2 separate regions of the Delphinus delphis genome follow, and region 2 is linked to region 1. Evidence: chromatin contacts called from public Hi-C data. All regions are on one chromosome and are shown on one strand. Each heading gives the region's core, a stretch centred on a gene start, on an enhancer-like site or on the middle of the called end of the contact. The rest is flanking DNA. Distances are from core to core; before and after follow the strand shown. Region 1 holds the start of TAF8 (TATA-box binding protein associated factor 8). Region 2 holds the start of TOMM6 (translocase of outer mitochondrial membrane 6).

The links. Hi-C and Micro-C count contacts between places; a contact is called where the count stands out from the background.
Region 2: a contact with region 1 is called in a Hi-C map of lung, with 3 times the contacts expected there. The contact joins the promoter of TOMM6 here to the promoter of TAF8 in region 1. A contact is called at or near these places in 2 of 3 Hi-C or Micro-C datasets (lung and muscle).

Annotation. Positions count from the first base shown.
Region 1 is chr10:33,372,906-33,376,999 of mDelDel1.2, forward strand. It overlaps TAF8 (TATA-box binding protein associated factor 8), which reads right to left and starts at 2,467. Exons shown (of 9, transcript XM_060021823.1): 1 at 2,421-2,467; 2 at 1,491-1,647. The coding sequence starts at 2,465. CCND3 (cyclin D3) reads left to right here and starts at 3,719. Exons shown (of 5, transcript XM_060021830.2): 1 at 3,719-3,849.
Region 2 is chr10:33,552,284-33,556,463 of mDelDel1.2, forward strand. TOMM6 (translocase of outer mitochondrial membrane 6) reads right to left here and starts at 2,328. Exons shown (of 3, transcript XM_060021839.2): 1 at 2,120-2,328; 2 at 1,472-1,576; 3 at 939-1,251. The coding sequence starts at 2,328. The coding sequence ends at 1,480. It overlaps PRICKLE4 (prickle planar cell polarity protein 4), which reads right to left. Exons shown (of 7, transcript XM_060021837.2): 6 at 3,677-3,881; 7 at 2,817-3,204. The coding sequence ends at 2,831.

The DNA.
Region 1 (4,094 bases), core at 1,217-3,716:
TACAACATTGTGAGTATATTTAACACTACTGAATTGTACACTGAAAAATAATTAAAATGGTAATTTTATGATATGTACATTGTGCCACCACACACAAAAAAAGGTCTTATTATCTGGTTGTCAAGTTTTTATTTCTTCTACCTGAAGCTGAACCTCTTTTCAGCCATGCTAAACTCCTTCAGGGGAAAGGGGAAGCATGAAGCTGGGCTCCATGAGTGGGTTTCAGAGGTGGATGGGCAGCTCCAGGAAAATTCTGAAATTGTGAATTTTACATACAAAAGAGACTTTTTCTGGGATGGGTCCACAGGTCAAAACCATTTTCATAATAAAATGAGACATCCTTTGACTTTTTTAGTCTCGTTCTCTCATGCAGTTTTCCGGAGGCTATGTCACCTATGATGACATCGTGGCTCTGCTGGATAATGGAATGTGTGCTTGTGCATTCTTATGTTTTAAAATGTTCTCAGTTTTATTTTCTAATGTGACAAAAATTTCTCTATATAGAGCCCATGTATACAAAATTCCTTGGGGTCCTCAATATTTAAGAGTCTAATGGGGTTTGAGATGGCTGCTTTAGGAAAACAGTTGGTATCTTGAAGTTCCAAACAACAGCTGCAGAGCGTCACCTCAACCCAGATCACAGCCTTCCTGGGGCAGCCCACATCTAGTGACTGATCAAGACCAAACTACAAAGGCAGGGCTTTGGGGGACTGATGTCAGATACTCTGATGGGCAATAGTTGCTCCAGAGCACCCCACTGAGTTGGCCAATTCTTTGTTTGGCCTGTACTGCAGCTCAACTTCTCTCTCTGCCTAAACCTTTCTCTCACTTCCATTCATAGGGTTGATTCCGCCCTCAAACACCTTAAACACCCACAACCCTCATTCCATCCTCCCCTCCCCTCCAAAGGCCCAAAGAGGGAAATACAGTGTACATGCACAAGCCTATGTGAGACGGTTCCAGGCTCCTAAACCTCAAGATACTTCCTTTTAAAAGGGTGTTTTTTTCTTTTTTCCGTTTTCTAAAACTTATTCACCCTCACTCTTTGTATCACATAATATAGCATTTGATTATATAATGTGCAGCATCTATTTCACGGGAATTAATCCTGACTCTCCAATGAAACTGTAAGTTCTTTGAGCATAGAGAACAAACAGCAATAATAACAGCACCTACAAGTCATCGAGAGCATACAACGTTCCCAGCTTTGACTGTTTTACATATACATCTCACTTATACTCAAAACTCCAGGAGGTACAAATTATTATTCCTTTTCACAAAGGAGGCAATTGAGGTTCAGGAGGTTGAGTGGTTAACCCAAGCTATTAGGTGGCAGAGTGATGACCTACACCCAGGTCTATCTGATTCTAAAGCCTGTAAGTCACGTAACAATGTTCTTCTTTTTCTTAAATTCTAACACTATCACAATGCAGGACACAGAACAGATGTTTGGTTGACTTGAGGAAGGCCTATTGTTTCCTGGTACTTACAGCTCTGCAGCATCTCTGTCAATGTTTCCACAGATGCTTTCTCAGCACTCTCAAACCCTGCCTCTGTCAGCAGGGAGCTCACAACCACTTGCAGGGTTCGCCTTCGGGCCAGATGGTAGTTATCAGCAGGGTTAGTGGACTGTTTACTTCCTGATCTCTGTGAATCAGCAGCCCAGAAAGAGAAAACGTTTTCATCCAGAGGACAAGGATGCAATCACAGAGTTCACATACTGCCAACGGCAAGCAAAGGTTCTTTTGCTAAATACTTATTTATTAGTGCTTAATAAGATGTAGTAGTCCCTGATGTTTAGACTTACAGCTCTTGGCCAAATGAGTAATAACTGAGCACCCCGGGGGCTCTAAATTCGGAGACAGCCTTTCTGCCTACCTAATACTTACAATTCCAATAACAAAACGGCTGTTTTCTACTTTCTATTTTAGCAGATTATCAGAATATATAGCTGAAGAAACACGCACGATGGGATTGAACTCATATCCATCTCCCAGAAAAAAAGTGACCTCTCTCTTGTTCCTTCCACCTCCACACCACTTTGCTAACGAGGAAAATTAAAACAACAAACACATGATACTAAGTAGAGGACCTACAAGTAGGAAGTATTTTGAAACGGGAATCCCTCCCAACTTTGGCGAGCCAATAAGAAGGCGAAAGCGGCCTCGTTGCACCAATCAGGAGGTGTTCCGGGCTCCCAACCCCCAACAGAGAACGGGCCAATCAGTATACAAGTCCACCAACTCAGGAGGCAACCGCCGAGTCTCGAGAAGGGGGTCACGTACGACCTGAAAGACCCTCCTCCACTCAGAGCTCATGGTGGGGCTGGATTTCTGGGTATAAGATTGTAGCCCAAGCTAGGGGAAAGTTACAGAATGCCCCGACTCTCTCGGCTTCGGCCTCGCGCCTCCCGCCCTTACCGTTCCGGAGCTGCCAGCCCCGGCAGTGGCCGCCGCGTCGGCCATCTTGCTCTGGCGTAATGTGCATGAGCGCAGGGCAGGATGGGGCTTGTAGTCACCGGGCGGGGAGGAGCGGCAAGGGGGCGGGGCGACACGCGCCCCTCTGGGCTTTCCTAGGCCCAGCGGGGTCGGGAGGGTGTGTTGGGTGACCTCGCTCACTTGGCCTTCTGTGAGCGGTGCGTTCAGTGCCCGGAAGTGGCCAGGAAAATGAGGTCTCGGTTTTACACCTATTTTGAAATGAAGTCGCTTTTCGTAAAAAGCACATCCCTGGAACACTCCAAAGGTGCCTGATAGCAGCCTCTGCCTGGGTCCCGCTGGGTCCCCATCATTTACTCTCTAGGGGAGGGGTCTGGGATTCTGTATTCTTAAAACCTCCAGGTGATTCTTCTGAGCGGGAAATTTGGGGAAACCTTGTTTTGTGCTGGCGGCCCCTCAGCCCACTTGTAACTAGATCGCAACAGCCACCCAATCCAGGTGTTCCAATGCATCCCGCTGCCTTCTCGCCGTGTATTAATCCGTAGGTATTTGCCGGGCGAGCCGGGAAGCGCCGGCGGCAAGAGGCTGTCCCTTGCCCGCCTTACTCCCAGGCCGTTGCGTCAACGTGGTGCATGTGGTTTTCTGCGGTTCACTCGCGGGTCAGCATCTCCGGATGGGAGTCCATCGTGCACCACGCCTCATTCGTCTCCGTTTGCGGGTGTCTGGCAGGACTCAGAAGCTGGGTTTGAATCCCAGCACTCGGCAGCTGTGGGATTTCGGGCACATTACCTAATCTCACTGTGCCTCGGTTTCGTCTTTTGCGAAACTGGGATGGGATGGATAGCAGGGGGTAAAATGAGCTAATACACTCAAAGGGTCTATCACTGTGCAGACGGAGAGTAAGAGGTCAAGAAGCAGCGCCTAATGTTATTTATTTCCTGAGAGGCGAGTGGATGAGTGGAAAACGCTCACAGGCAGATGTCTGGAAAACTGCGCCGCGCCTATCCGCGGGGCGCACCTGCGGCTGGGGGGCACCCCCGCCCCTCACCGGGGGAACGTGCAGCGGGATGTGCGGGCTGGGGTCGCTGCGCAGGCTGAGCCGCCGGGAGGAGTCGGGGCCCAAACCTTAGCTGAGCGGAGCACCCAGCCCCTTTGTCTCCCCCGCCCCCTCTTCCCCACTTCCTGCCCAGCTTTAAACTCGGGATTGGCGGCGCGGCGGCGACTTTGTAAACACGCCGCGCCTGCGGCGGTGGAAACTGGTTCTGTTTGGGCGCCTGGGGGAGGGGTGCACGCCCCTCGCCGTGGCTGGAGGTGGCGACCCCCTCCCCATGTCCCCAAAGACAGAAGCGAGAGGCGGCGGGAGAGAGTGTGTGCAGCCACAGTCGGTGCTCCGGGGGGCTCACCTGCCGAGGAGGTAGGCTCGAGTGCGGGAGAAGCCAAGACAGATGGGTGTCAGCGTCTGCCCTCTTCGCTGGGGCCTCCAAGCTGAGGCTGGACACCTGGGCGGGGGGTCTGAGGTGGAGGGGTTAAGGAGGTCATGGTGTCCTCGTCACCTCCCGGTTGTCTCTCAAAGCTCGGGTCAGTTTCTTTCTGAGTTGCACGTGGCTGAAGGGCGGAGAAGCCCCCCAAAGCCCTGAGCTTCCTCTGTGTCTGCACAGC
Region 2 (4,180 bases), core at 1,078-3,577, 180 kb after region 1:
ACTCCTTCCTCCTGAGAGATGGGACCTCCTCCCTGATTAATGCTCATAAGAGAATGGTGCTTTTCTTTAACATATAAAAAATCTAATTCCCTAACAGCTTTCTTAACCACATTTATGCCAGCAGGATCAAGAAGGACCATTTTATTCTATTTACCTTTAGTGAACAGATTGCTAGAGACAACACCTGTCAACTAACAATTAGGCCACTGTGGTGCATTTATACTGACCCTCCTTTCCAATTCATGTCCTTTAATCCCATACCAGTTCCGTAAGAGACTCGGCACGGAAAAGTAGTATGTATTTTTTTTAAATGCCTAGTAGAGCAAATCAACTAGAAAAATTGCCAAGGGGAGCCTGTCACTATGTCCACACCTTGCTAAGCCTATGTGATTCTTTCCATGCCAGTTCCTTACATATTCCATTTCCAAAGAACCCCACACTCCTGGACAGTGGCACTACCATGAATTTTAGGGTCAGAAAATAATCTATTTCCTTGTGAAGGAAGCAGCTTCCTCAAGCAGTGTCACTTCAGTGCCCACTGCCCAGGCTTACTTACCCCTTGCCTCTACCTGCACCTCACTGCCCTCAAATCCCACTGTACTACAGCAACAATGCCTCCCTGGTGCCTGGAAAACCCACCCAGTGCACTAAAATGCTATGCAACACCAAATGACTTCTTCCCTTAGTACTGCTCAAAAATGGAAATTCCTCAACAATATGCTTCATCCTATGCTAACATCAATGAACGGTGGCTACAGTTTCCTTTTCTTTTTTAATATGAAGCAAACCATCTCTGTTACAATCCATGTTTGGGGCTTGTTCCTGTCTCTCTCGAGTGTGAAATATAAATCATGTTTTTATGATTTTTGTAAATCTTGACTTTTTACACCTTGTTTTTGTAAGCCGAAGTTTCTTATTAAAAGAATAAAATGGCTGTCTTTGTGTACAGTCTTTATTTGTTAAAATACCATTAGAATATTCCTCAGGACAAGAGCAAAGATCATCCCCTGCAGAAACTTTGGAACTATGTACAGAACTTTACAGAACACAGGACAACACTTTAGCTGAACCCTACCTGCTGACCAGAGAAGGGTGTTCTGAGTGGACTCAGCAAAGAAAAGGAAATCAAGCAGGGAAGGAAAGGTGCCCATCTGAATCAAACTTCAGCCACCATCAGGGCAAGTCTTGTGACGGTCACAGATCGGAGGCTCTGTTTTTGGAAGGTTCGAGTACAGCACGGGTTCCATGTGTCTGCAGTCAGACAACACGTGGCATTAGAAATGTAAAATCACTAGAGGGAAATTGGTAAGAGACTCATCCCTTGGAACATCTGGAGACACATCTAACTAGGAATAGCCAAGGGTTTTACATCAAGTCTCTTATCTATTATTTTGTGAATAGCTGATATAAATTATTTCTTATCCCAGTCTCTAGGACTCCTAAAACAGGCAGAACATTGGTTAATGCTTACCTTTACGCCTACACCCCAGGCTGAGGTGCCATTAGGTCAATGTCACTCAAATTCCTGGCCAGCCAAACTCCGGCAGCAAAGAGTCCCAAATTGAGGATCAAGTTCCTGGAAAAAATGCATCCCTTTAACCCTGTGGTCACTGAGTCACGTGTCTTTGGTCAGTAAAAGATGGGCTGGGGGGTGGGGGGAAGCTTCCCATCACCACCCTGGAAACCGCCCCCTCCCAAGGCAAAAACACTTTAGAATCGCAAGAGCATCGATCGTTACATAATAGGTTGCCCAAGACCCACATGGTTATTTAAGGTTCGTTTCTACGTCTAGTAAGAGTAGGGTCAAATGCAAAACCCAATTAAGTACTCGTCCAGGGCCGAAAAGCCTGTTTACGTGTTGGCGCCTCCTCTCCCCGGGTCTCCGGGGGCAGGGTGAGATTCTCTAGACAGAGCCCGGTGACTGAAAGGAGCGCTCTGGCCGCACGGGAACTCTCCCGGTCAAGGACCTCAGCAAAGCACAGCCAGAGCCACGAAAAGGCCGAGATATTGGCGGTGTAAATAATCCGGAGGGCCCAGCCTCGGCGAAGAAGGAAACCTGGCAGGTATGTATACGTGCGCGAAGGGCAGGAGAGCGACCAAGGTCCCGTGCCTCGGTTACCTGCGGAAGTCATTCCTATCGGTGGCGAAGCGGTAGACGCCCCGAAGCCAGTCTCCCACGTTGTCTGGGATTTCGGGAGCTTCATTTGCCGAGCCCGCAGCGATCACGCCAGCCCCACTGGAAGCCATAGCAGCACCCCAACACTCCGCAAGGTCTCTCACCACGCCGCTTGTCGGCGCCAGCAGATCACGCAACTTCCGGCCTCGCATTTCCGCTGGCTACTCGCCGACAGAGGGCGCAGTGGCTTAAGCTTGGTAAGACGCCGGGAGCGAGAACTCCCGGGCTGCGAGTCCGCGTCATCTGCCGGGCAAGGAGCGCCGTCCAGCTCCAACCTCGCCTGGTCGGGTTCCACCTCCGGCTCCCTCCTGGCCTTCGGCTGGCCCACCGCCAGTCACAGGTGGTCTCTGAGTGATCACTTCGTTGGCTCAGGAGGAGGATGCTGAGGATGGGGCTGCCTAGCCTGTGGGGGTGGGGTAGGGTCTCACTCAGCAGGGGATGCGTAGTTTTAAGGAATGGGGCTCCCCAAGAGTCTCCATGAAAAGTCATAGAATGCGCGGGCTAAAAGGAAGCACTCCAAATTTGTCATTTCGCCGCCTCTCCCAGCCTTGGGCCCTGATGGTGTTCAGTCTAGGATTTTTATAGGGGGAGGAGAGTTTTGCTCTCTCACCGTACAGATTACCTCCCCAGCCACCCTTTCTCCGGGCCGCGCCACTAGCAAATGGTGCAATGCTTCCTGGAGGTGTCGCTGTCCCCAGCTCGGAGATTGCCGGGGGTCTCCCAGGGCCGGGGAAGGCGCTGGCCTAAGAAAAAGCCTTCGGGTTCCGACTCAGAGGAAGAGGAGCAGGTGGGGCAGGAAGCGTCCTCCTTGGGATCAAGGGGAGTCTCTGGGCATCCCTGCTCTTGCCCTTTGGGTGTCTCCTCCTGGTCCCCAGCTCTACACTCCTGCTCCGGGCTGGAGCCAAGCATCCCCCTGTGGGTTTCCAGACTGGAGCTGGCAGCAGTAGCGAGAAGGGCTGCCCGGGAGATGATCGCGGCATTCCGCGGGGCGCGGTGCCCATCTTCAAATCCGCCGATCTCCGCCTCCCCTGTTCCGGGCCGGGTCAGAAACGCCCATCTCAGAGCCGCGACTCTCCCTCTCCCAGATCCGGGCGGGGCGGCCGCCAGAAGCCAGTCCCAGTCGGGGCCCAGCCTCCCGCCCCGCCTCCGGGCCTTGCGCGCCGCCGCGGTGAGTCCTTTCCCGGCTCCTCGCCCCTCCCCGCCTCCGCCCAGCAGAGGGCGGCCGCGGCCCCAGCCCAGGAGCGAGTCCCGCGCCGCAGCCTCAACCGCGGCGCGGGGTGGGTTCTGGAGGCCCTCGGAGCGCTCCGGCCAGGGACGCGCGGTGAGAGCTGCGGGCCCCGAGGCTCGGGTCTGGGGGTGCGGTGGGGGGGACGGGGGCGCTGCTGGAGGGGCGGGACGGCGTGGGACCGGGACGAGGGTCCCAGCCCGGGAGAACCCCCCCTCAGCCCAGCCCAAGCCGCTGCCCCCTTCCCCTTTGATCTGCACCTTCTCCTCCCTTACCCGGGGACGCCCTGCCTTCCACTGTCGGGGCCGGACTCGAGCCGGCATCCGAATAGCGTCTCTCAAAGCAGCTGGGGCAGCAGGGGCCGCCGCCCAGCAGGGCATAACGTCCCCCGCCCAAGGGCCCGGCGCAGTCCTGGCAGCAGAAGTGGTTCTCGTGCCAGCGCCGTCCCTCGGCCTCGGTGCAGCGGCGGGAGAAGATCAGCTGGGAGAGGGAGAGGGGAACGGCTCATTCATTCATTCACTCATTCATTCATCCAGTAACCACGCCTTATACCCAGTTGACGCTAAAGCACGTCTACAGACATTCCCATTTGATCTACTCAACCACTCTCGGATGCGGGGAGGGCTGATTGGCTTAGCCAGGATCCCCCAGCTAGCAGGTGGCACAGCCTGAAGAAGTGCGACCTGGGTCTCCTGGACGCCCCACCCAGGGTTCCGTGCAGCCTCTTGTGCGGACATTGAGGGAGTTCCTCGCAGGAGCAGGCCCAGCACTGGGCACCC